2 separate regions of the Zea mays genome follow, and region 1 is linked to region 2. Evidence: chromatin contacts called from public Hi-C data. All regions are on one chromosome and are shown on one strand. The core of a region is the stretch at or near the end of the contact, and the rest is flanking DNA. Distances in the headings are between cores, read along the strand shown. Region 1 holds the start of LOC100381785. Region 2 holds the start of LOC103652800.

The links. Hi-C and Micro-C count contacts between places; a contact is called where the count stands out from the background.
Region 1: a contact with region 2 is called in a Hi-C map of bundle sheath, with 2.7 times the contacts expected there. The contact joins the promoter of LOC100381785 here to the promoter of LOC103652800 in region 2. A contact is called at or near these places in 7 of 25 Hi-C or Micro-C datasets (bundle sheath, ear, endosperm and 2 more).

The regions. Positions count from the first base shown.
Region 1 is chr4:8,318,403-8,322,858 of Zm-B73-REFERENCE-NAM-5.0, reverse strand. LOC100381785 reads right to left here and starts at 1,876. Exons shown (of 6, transcript NM_001174584.2): 1 at 1,093-1,876; 2 at 921-1,004; 3 at 410-652. The coding sequence starts at 1,818.
Region 2 is chr4:8,031,586-8,036,555 of Zm-B73-REFERENCE-NAM-5.0, reverse strand. It overlaps LOC103652800, which reads right to left and starts at 1,269. Exons shown (of 3, transcript XM_008679780.4): 1 at 725-1,269; 2 at 424-619. The coding sequence starts at 1,138.

The DNA.
Region 1 (4,456 bases), core at 627-3,126, 290 kb before region 2:
ACACAACCCATTACTATAGCATAGAAAGTATCACATTGCCTATGTATTAAAACAAATATTCAGCTATATCAGTGTGAATTTATCATATTGCTCATTTCGTTCACAAATAAAATTAAAATCGTGCAACACACTGAAGCACAAAAATAGATACAAAATTTCTCTACTTCATAATGTCTAGCATGGAAAGAAATGCTATCCCTCTAGAAAAACATACCTGGTCAAATATAGGATATTAGCGAAGGGTACATTACAAAGCAGTCAGAAGAAATATTGTAGAAACTACAATGAGGACATAGATTTACTAAAAGAACGGCTTACAAAGAAATATGATTGTTTACTCATGGAGCGCACAGGTTTAACATTTAACATCATAGTAATGCTAACAAAACATAAAAAAAAAACAGCCAACCTGGATCTCTTTTGGGAACGTCGCACTAAACAGCATTGTCTGCCTGGCACCTGGAAGTGGCATGTCCATTTGCTCAACAATTCTTCTAACTTGTGGTTCAAACCCCATATCAAGCATTCTATCTGCCTCATCAAGAGCAAGGTATCTAATTGACTGTAGAGATACTCTTGCCCTTTCCAATAAATCAACCAATCGGCCAGGTGTAGCCACAAGAATGTCAACACCTCTCTCAAGCTCTCTTAACTGCAAATAAGAATATAAATTTAGGATGAGACACAGATTTAAAAAAAAATCCATAACTAATTGACTGCATATATTGGTACCATGTAAACATTGCATTGCTGTCTACCAGCTGACTTGTTACATTGGGTCAGAAATATATGCCAAGCAAACAACTATCACAAAACTAATCTAGCTATTGAAGACTATAGATAGTCCATCAATACAATAAACCATGTCAAATCAGACTGATAGGCAAAAGGTGACTACCATAGGAATTAAGAGATTGTACCTGCTGAGTAATTGGCGCTCCTCCATAAGCGACAACTACCCTAACACCAGTCTGATACGAAAACTTCCTCGCCTCTTCATGAATCTGCAGCACGCACACAACAAAAGGACAAGGTAGTATTAGCAACCAGCCAGCACATGCCTGGATCTGCTTCAGCATAATCTAGAATGACCTGCATAGAGAGCTCTCTAGTCGGGGAGAGGATGAGCGCGGACGGGTAAGCGGTCCTCATCCCCATGCCGCCGCCCCGCTGCGGCCTTCCCGCGGACGGGGCCTTCATGATGCCGCTGATGATGGGGAAGCAGAAGGCGGCGGTCTTCCCGGAGCCCGTCTGCGCGCAGGCCATGAGGTCGCGGCCGGCGAGCGAGATCGGGATGGCGTGGCGCTGCACGGGGGTGGGGCGGACGTACTTGCACCGGCGGATGTTTTCGTTGAGCGCGTCGCCGAGGTCAATGTCGGCGAAGGTGGAGACGGGGGGCGGGATGTCGCGGCCGGACATCTCGACCGGGATGTCCTCGTACGCGTCGAAGTTGATCCCCGTGTTCTGGTGCTCGTCGAACGGGACCTCGGCGTCGGCGGCGGAGTCCGCGAACGGGTCCGGCTCGCGGTCCCACCGGGCACCGCCGCGGGCGCGGCCCCCGCCGAATCCTCCGCCGCCGCCCGCACCGAAGCTGCTGCCGCCGCCGGTGCGGGTGAGGAGGCCGGCGGTGGAGCGCGGCGGCGGGGCGGCGGAGGCGGGCGCGGCGGCGGCGGCGGCTGGTGGGCGGTTGCGGAGGTGGGGCGGAACGTAGGAGGAACGCGCGGGGCCGTTGGATGCGGCGGCGGGGGCGGCGACCGGGGGAGGCGGGGCGGGCTCGGCGTCGGCGACGTCGGCCCAGGAGGTGCGGGAGGACGCCATGGCGGCGGGGAGCGGGGGAGGGAAGGCGGATCTAGGCAGCGGCGCGCGGCGGCGGCGGGAGGGGATGGATGGATCGGGGGGAGGGGATTTGGTGTGATTTTTTTTCTCTCTCTCTGGGTGGGCAGGGGAGATGGGATTTCCGATCGGTCGTGAGGTGGGTGGACGGGAGCACGCCCAGTTGTATTGCAAACGCGTCCCGCACTGCGCCAGCCTGCCTGCGGTTAAAAGCGGCGCTGGCGAGGCGTGGTCGGTGCGGGAGGCGTGCCGAGAGCACGGGGATGACACGTGGATGAAGCGAGGCGGAAAATATCTTGCCTGCCGGCGTCGCCCGCGGAATCGGGTGTTTTTCGTGACGCGTCGCGCGAGCAGGTGGGGTGCGGACTTCTTGCTTTGGTTTGTTCGCGTTTCCAAGTCGGTTGACGGTTGGCATGGCGCAGAAGGAATTGCGAAATTGATTTCTACTAGTTTGTAACGATTTTGCCTGAAAGCTAGCGATACTGTTGACAGTGAATTAGATCAACAGGAGAGCCTAACGAATATATCAGGGTCATGGCTAATTTGATGGCCAGAGATAAGGGAGAATTAGAGGGAATTAAGGAAAAAATTAGTTCATTTACTCATCAATCCTCTATGATCCCTTTGTCACCAAATTAACCCTCACGTGCTAAAAAACCAAGGGGATTTACGATCTAACAGAGGCAAATTAACCATCAAAACTCTCGTGGTTGAAAGGGTGGCACCATGGCCCCGATTCCACGGGACCCACATTCAGATACAATACATAGAATACATGTACGGTGCTACCATTGGTAGTGTTTGGTTTATTGCAGTGAGTGATTAACGTAACACAAACAGATTAAGTTACAGTGCAACAGAAAGCTAGATGTATTTGATTAGTTAACATTATGTATTAACACTAGCTGGGGAAGTGGTAACTAAAAGATATGGCTCCGTATCTAATCAGAAAAGTAGAGAATAGATACCACTGACCACGCATAAAAACGTCCAACCAAACACCCTCTATATTCATTCTAATTCTAACCCTTGGGAATTGAAGACTACCACTACATATGCATCCTGGACACATCCTACATGGCCACACGTAGGATACATCGTTTGCCAACGATCTCCTTGACTGTCGTGTGGCTGGTTTCAAAAGGCTTCGCTTGTTGGCTTGCTGTTAAGAAGTTATTGTTTTTTGTCTAAGCCAAATCCAAAATAATTACTATGTAGAACTGTAATTTGTATAATTACTAGATTAGACAATATTTTGTGAATTTGCATTAGGCCTTTAGTGTTCTATTGATTAAATATTATCTTGCACCAAAGGATTCATTTATTTGAGAATTTGGAAGTACTACAGAATTGGTAATATTTTATAAATGGATTTAATTATTTTGTAACTTAGCAAGTAGCGATACCTTTTATTTAATTATTATTCTATTCTATTTTATTTTTGTGACACACAATCATGTTCTCTAGACGGTATATGTTCGAATATAAGAAAAGAAACAAATAAATAAGCAGATGAGTTTACAATATTACATGAATTACAAAGAGATGTACTTCTTAAGATATTTTTATGCAATTTAGCATTTATTTATTTATTATTACTATTGTTATTATTAGTACTATTAGGGCTCTATTTTAAACCTCGCTGCGGGCCACCAAAATCTCAAGACCACCGGTGTATCTCGATCTTTTGTGATCCTCATGCATATATATGTGTTGTTATTCGTTACCTTAGGTGATAATCATCCACCATGTAATGACATAACAAAAATCAAATAACTTAACAATAAATTAATATTTGTTAAGTCATTTTAGGGTGGGTGATCATTACCTAGGTTGACAAATAGTGTTGTTATGTATGTGTGCGTGCATATGCGGGCATGAGCCCGGCATGTGGGGTGTGTGTGCTGTTGCGTGTGTGGTTCTATCCGTTCAAAATATGTGTATCAAGTTTTCAAATTTAGAAACTGATTTGGAATTGGAAATGAATCAATTGAAGAAATAAACAAAAGTCAGCCTAGCCCACCACCAAAGTCAAATAAATCGAATTTCATGGGACAAGCGAGCTTGGCCAGAGCCATAATACGGTCTTGGCTGTTTTTCACCACGAAGACGGCATGATCGAGTTCTTCAAGGGCTTCTTCAACATATTTTTAAAAAATCTATCAAAGGGGATATTTTTTATGGGCTCTTTCTAGAAAGACTAACAGGAGCCGTGAGCAAAAAAAGAGCTTCTGCCGGCTCCTCTCCTATATTTTTCTCTTCGTTGGCACTACATCGTAGGAGAAGCTGCAGAAGAAACTATATTTCCGACTAAACAGGGTGTTTTTATAGCTCTTACTGAAAATAAGGAAGGAGTTGTTTTCTTAGAGGAGCCAGAGTCAGAACTAAAGTTGACAGAGAAAGAGCCCTACCAAACAGGATCTAAGTGTGACCTAGCCAACTTCAATGACACCCCATATTGATTGCTTCGAAGCGAAGGGAGCCTCTCCTCCTATATATCGTCATGAACCTCGATGTAATAAGCATGATCCTCATCATCGAACGTTTGGAGTCACCTTCTGAACCAACGTTTGGAGTCACCTTCTGAACCAAATGTCACTCGCATATGTCTAGAGAGCCCTTC
Region 2 (4,970 bases), core at 20-2,519:
TATGTATAGTAGCAAAAAAAAATGTTAGATGTCTATGGTCTCATTGATGTGATGTGTCATTGACAACAGAGCTCATTTTAGCTATGACAGTAGTTAAAACTGCAGTTGTCTCACAAATAATCAGCCAGACAGTAGTTAAAATACAAATCAACCCACTGGACAAATAGCAATTCCATTTCGGCCTTTCGGGAATGGTTTCTGAGTCAAAACGACATGAAGAATAACTAAACGTGGATCACAGGAAAACAGTAAGCTAAGGTTGCCTTACTCTGCAGTTCGATTTCGAGAAATCCGGAATGGTTCGCCAATTTGATCAAGCCAGAATGGTTCCTATCGCACGCTAACATCCAAAATACAAGCACAAGCACCGAAACGTTCGTATGACACTTCTTACTAAAATCAAGCGTAATGGTGGTGGCTTACTCTCAAGGCTGAAGTGGGAGTGGTGAAGTTGGAAGCTCTCGGCTGCGGCCGGGTCCAGGCGCGGGCTTCTCCCCTCCCTGGCGTACCTCTCGACCACGGCAGCAATGGCCTCCCCGACGCTGGCGCCCAGCCTGACCATGGCCTTCACCGGGCCGACGCTGCCCTCAACCGTCACGCTCACCACCACCTTCGCCTCCTGCACACCGCGCCAGCCAAACCACTCCCACCCGTGAATAAACCTCGCAAATTGCCTAACTCCGGGCTTCGGTTAGCTCGCCGGCGGGGCCGGGCCGTACCGTACCTCCCGGGGGCAGGGACTGGTGAGGGAGGCGTAGGAGGGGGAGCGGCCGAACTCCGGGGCAAAGACGTCGAAGCAAGTGTGCGGACGCTCGAGCGGCGGCGGCGGAGGGGACGGCGGGCAATCGAGCCCGAGCCCGAGCCCGGGCCCGTGCGGCGGCACGTCGTGGACCCGCGCGTCGCCGAACCAGAGCAGCGGCTCGGACGCGGAGCGCGCGAGCGCCCGCCTCTTCCCCTCCCGCCGCGTCCGCGTCCGCGACCGCGACGGGCCCGGCGTCGGCACCGGGCGCGCCGCCGTCGAGCCGCTCCCGCTCTTGCGGCGGCGGCGGGACGGCGACGCCGCCGCCGGCGACCGCCCCACCCGGACGGCGGCGAGCCGCGACCGACCCTTCCTCTGCTCCGGCATCAGGGCGCGCATGCCGTCTTCGCCTGCGTCTGCGTGCGTGCGTGCGTCGTGCGTGGTTCGACGTGTCGCGATTTCTGGGAGTGCGTGCCTTGTACCGGTGGTGGTGGCGGACCTGGCGGTGTCGTCGGTCGGTCGGTCGGTGCAAATAAAAAAAAAAGGTTTGCTTGGACTTTGACGTTACGGCGATGTCCTTTGTGGTTGACGCAACAGAGGGGAAGAGGAAGCTTCGTCCAGGAGTTGGAAGCATGTGGAATGGTTGCAGTGCAGGCCACGCGTACGCACGCTTCTTCCGGTGCGGCTGTCAGTGAGGCTGAGTCCATGGACCAAGAGCAGATGCAGCAAAAGCAGGGGGCTGCCTGGGGAGGAAACTGCTGGACAGTGGAGAGAGACGACGTCGGATGCAAATCAAAGCGTGGTTCGGTATGGAAAAATGACGAAAAGGGGGCAGTGAGATGCCTGAAGTACGGGATGCTGCCGCTGTATTTTTTTTTTTCCTTTTGTATTTTTAGCGTGGGGAACAAATCTCAGTCCAACAATCTTTAGCTAACGTATTTTTTTTAAAGAAAGCACCTTCTATATTCTTTTCCCCACGTCTAGCTACACATTTAAAAAAAATCACGTACTCTGCTGGCGGCGGTTAAATAATTAAGTCGATTATCAAATCTATATCTATATCTCTAGCTCTCTCTTTCTATCTAGTGACTAAAACCCCAGCAGATCATATCATCCTCTATTTCAAACTTCTGTCTTCTACAAATAATGTTAAATAATATTTTCTATAGTTTTATATCTCCTATTTTACACGCTCTATTAGGACAGTCTTAGCGAGCCAAAGTAAAAAAAAAACATCATCACGCGCATGAGCGCGGAGGCAGGTGGAAGCGGAGGGGAGGAGAGGCTTCACTGCCACGCAGATTTGTGCTGTCTACAATGCTATTAGATTGGGATTTTGATTGTTGCAATTATGGATTAGGTGGCAGAATGTGCACCATGATTTTCGACAACACTGATTAGATACAGTTTGGTTGGCACGCAAACCAGTTACCAGAGGGGTATGCGTTACCGTTAATTACACCTGTCTGGTTCCTACTAGATGTAAATAAATCAGTGTTGTCTCTTCACAAATTATTACGGTGTTATCTGATCTGATCTCCTTTACGTGACTACTCACTGGACGTCTGAATCAAGCCCCAAATTAATGTTTTGAACATCTGCATAGCACACCGTCCCATTGTAAGTGTTGGTCGAGACATGTTGCATTAATTTTTCTTTTTCTCCAAGATCTGCTTCGTTTTTTATATTTAAGTTAATGAAACTTGTGTTTTTCTCTGCTATCTTCTCACAAAGCCAGGTTGTGGGAGCTAGTTTGCTCGGAAAAAAAAACACGGACAGTCCCACTCAAGCCTGCACACAGTCTATTGTTTCACTCCTGTATGCCAAACATTCAGCAAAAGGTATCTTAGTTAAGGATAGAGCCGCTGACATATCCAAACTTTAGAAGTAGTAGCACTAGCGATGAAAATATTTTGATGACAGGCTTGTAATGTATCGCTGCCGAATGTCCCTGCTCTTCCAAGCCTCAGTCATGTATCTAAGACTGATATGTGCCACTGGTTTCAAATAGATGTCTGGTATGTGCCACTGGTGTCAAATGGATGACTGATCTGTGCCACTGGTGCCAGTTGGTCTCTTCGAAGCGTAACGCAAGCGTGGAACTTCTTCGGCGTAGGTTGCACTGATGTAGCCAGTGCCGAAGAAGAACTTCCTGCAACTGAAAGCATCAACGAGTTTGTTAAGTATTTATACTACCTAAAACATTTGATTGATGAAAATTTTGGAAGGGGCGTGTATGTAATACTAACCAGACAAATTTCCCGATACCTCCCAAACCTACTACTTTATGCAGGTAGTACATTCTAAGAACTATGGAGAGCCAGGGATTTTTACAGCAGATAGCGCATCCTAAGATTCATAGAGCCAAGGATTTTTGAACATTGTATGGTCTTCCGTTTTGATACTACTAACAACTCTGGCAGCAGAATGAAAGCAACTAGCAATCTCTCCCTCTGTATATATATATGTATGAAATGCCCATGCTAGCTAGTGTTGTGTTTTAAGGAAGAGAGGGCTTCCATCATTCAACTTTGCTACACTAGTACAAATGTTAAATGTGAACCTGTAGGAGTTTCATTTACAACTTCCAGACACTATTTTGTACATCACTTTGTTTTGTACTCGAGTCCACTGTGCCCTCTATTTCAACAATGCAGTCTCTGTTTCTCTCTCGTCACGGTTGCTAAATCCATTATTGCTGAGTAAAAAGCTTGCAGCTCCCTTGAACTTCACCATATGTCAGTGCACCACAAATGAAGGACAAATTACATTGATGAGTTACCTCACCTTATAATAAAATGATGTGCAGGTATTCTAGAAAAAAAAAATCAGTATGAAACATTCCCGCTAAACAGCCTAAATGGCAAACCATACGTATTGACTGAAGCACGAGCGACCTAGCGATCTCAACTATGGACTCTGATCCATCACTCTGCTTCTTGGCCAGAGGGGAGGTTGGGGACGATGTCGTGTGCTGGAACATGCAGTTGTTTCTCTCCTTCCTGACCATGCAGGTCGAGAGCAAGATGACACATATTGGTGTTTAACCAGCTCAATCTCTTTGCTCTCTTGCAGCTGCATTTAGAGAAATATGAAATCTATCCAGCAACGCAAGAAGCTTATCGTTGTTTTCAAGTGGCTTTCAAAAAATTATCTGTACCAACGATGTGGACCAGAAAACACGAGTGCACATTGAAATGAATAACTCCATATGGATACGAATGCATGTAGTATCATAGTAAATCCATGTTGCATCAGAGTAAATTGTGTGATGTGCAGTATTGTTCATTCTTTACAATAGGTGTTCATGTGGACCATGTTTCTTTAGAGTATTTTAGTAGTTTGAGTTCATGTTATGGTTCTCAACAATCTATTGGACTTCCTCAAATATCTTGGTAATGGTTTTTCATGCTAGAGTTTACAATGTAATTAATTTAGTTATTCATGCCACACGTCACCCAAGATTACCATAAATTGGGGAATATTTACAAGGCGCAGCCATTGAGACTGACATATAGTAGCCAGGAACTTTTGACATTGCCAAATTGCAGCTTACCTTCGTTCTCGAATATTTGTCGTCTGTTAGTTTATTTTTGAACTAATCAGCGACAAATAACGGAGGGAGTACAAAGAAACAGTCTGTTTGTCCAAGGCAAACAAAAACTCATATAAACCAATGTGGCCATCAAATATTTTACTTGTCAGTTTTGTTTTAGGGTCTCTATTCAGACTGTAGTTATCAATGCATGAACAAAGATTGTATTTGTATGCTACCTCCAATAAAACACATGGATCTCTGAATGCATGAACAAAGATTATACGCTACCTTCAATAAAACACATGGATCTCTGAAACTCTGCTATGCCAGTGACTTTGATTATAAGGAAACACACAAGTTATCGACATACTCTACTGTACTATTTTTCAGAGAACAGTTTTCATCTGATTTTGTCCTATATAAAGAAAGCTAACATTAGTCCATTATAAAATGTGGATCCTGGCTAACTAGTATTGTATTACCAAATAGAGGCCTTCAATGCATCACGTGCCTCCATTATCCAACTTTGCCACGCTAGTACAAATGTTAAATTTGAACTTTGTACATGTTCCATTTACATCTTCCGGCTACTATTTTGTACTCGAGTCCAGAAATCAAAGGAAAAACAATTTGGGACATGATACACCTATGTATGTGCTACCAGCACAAAAGCGACCTCTATTATAGCAGATC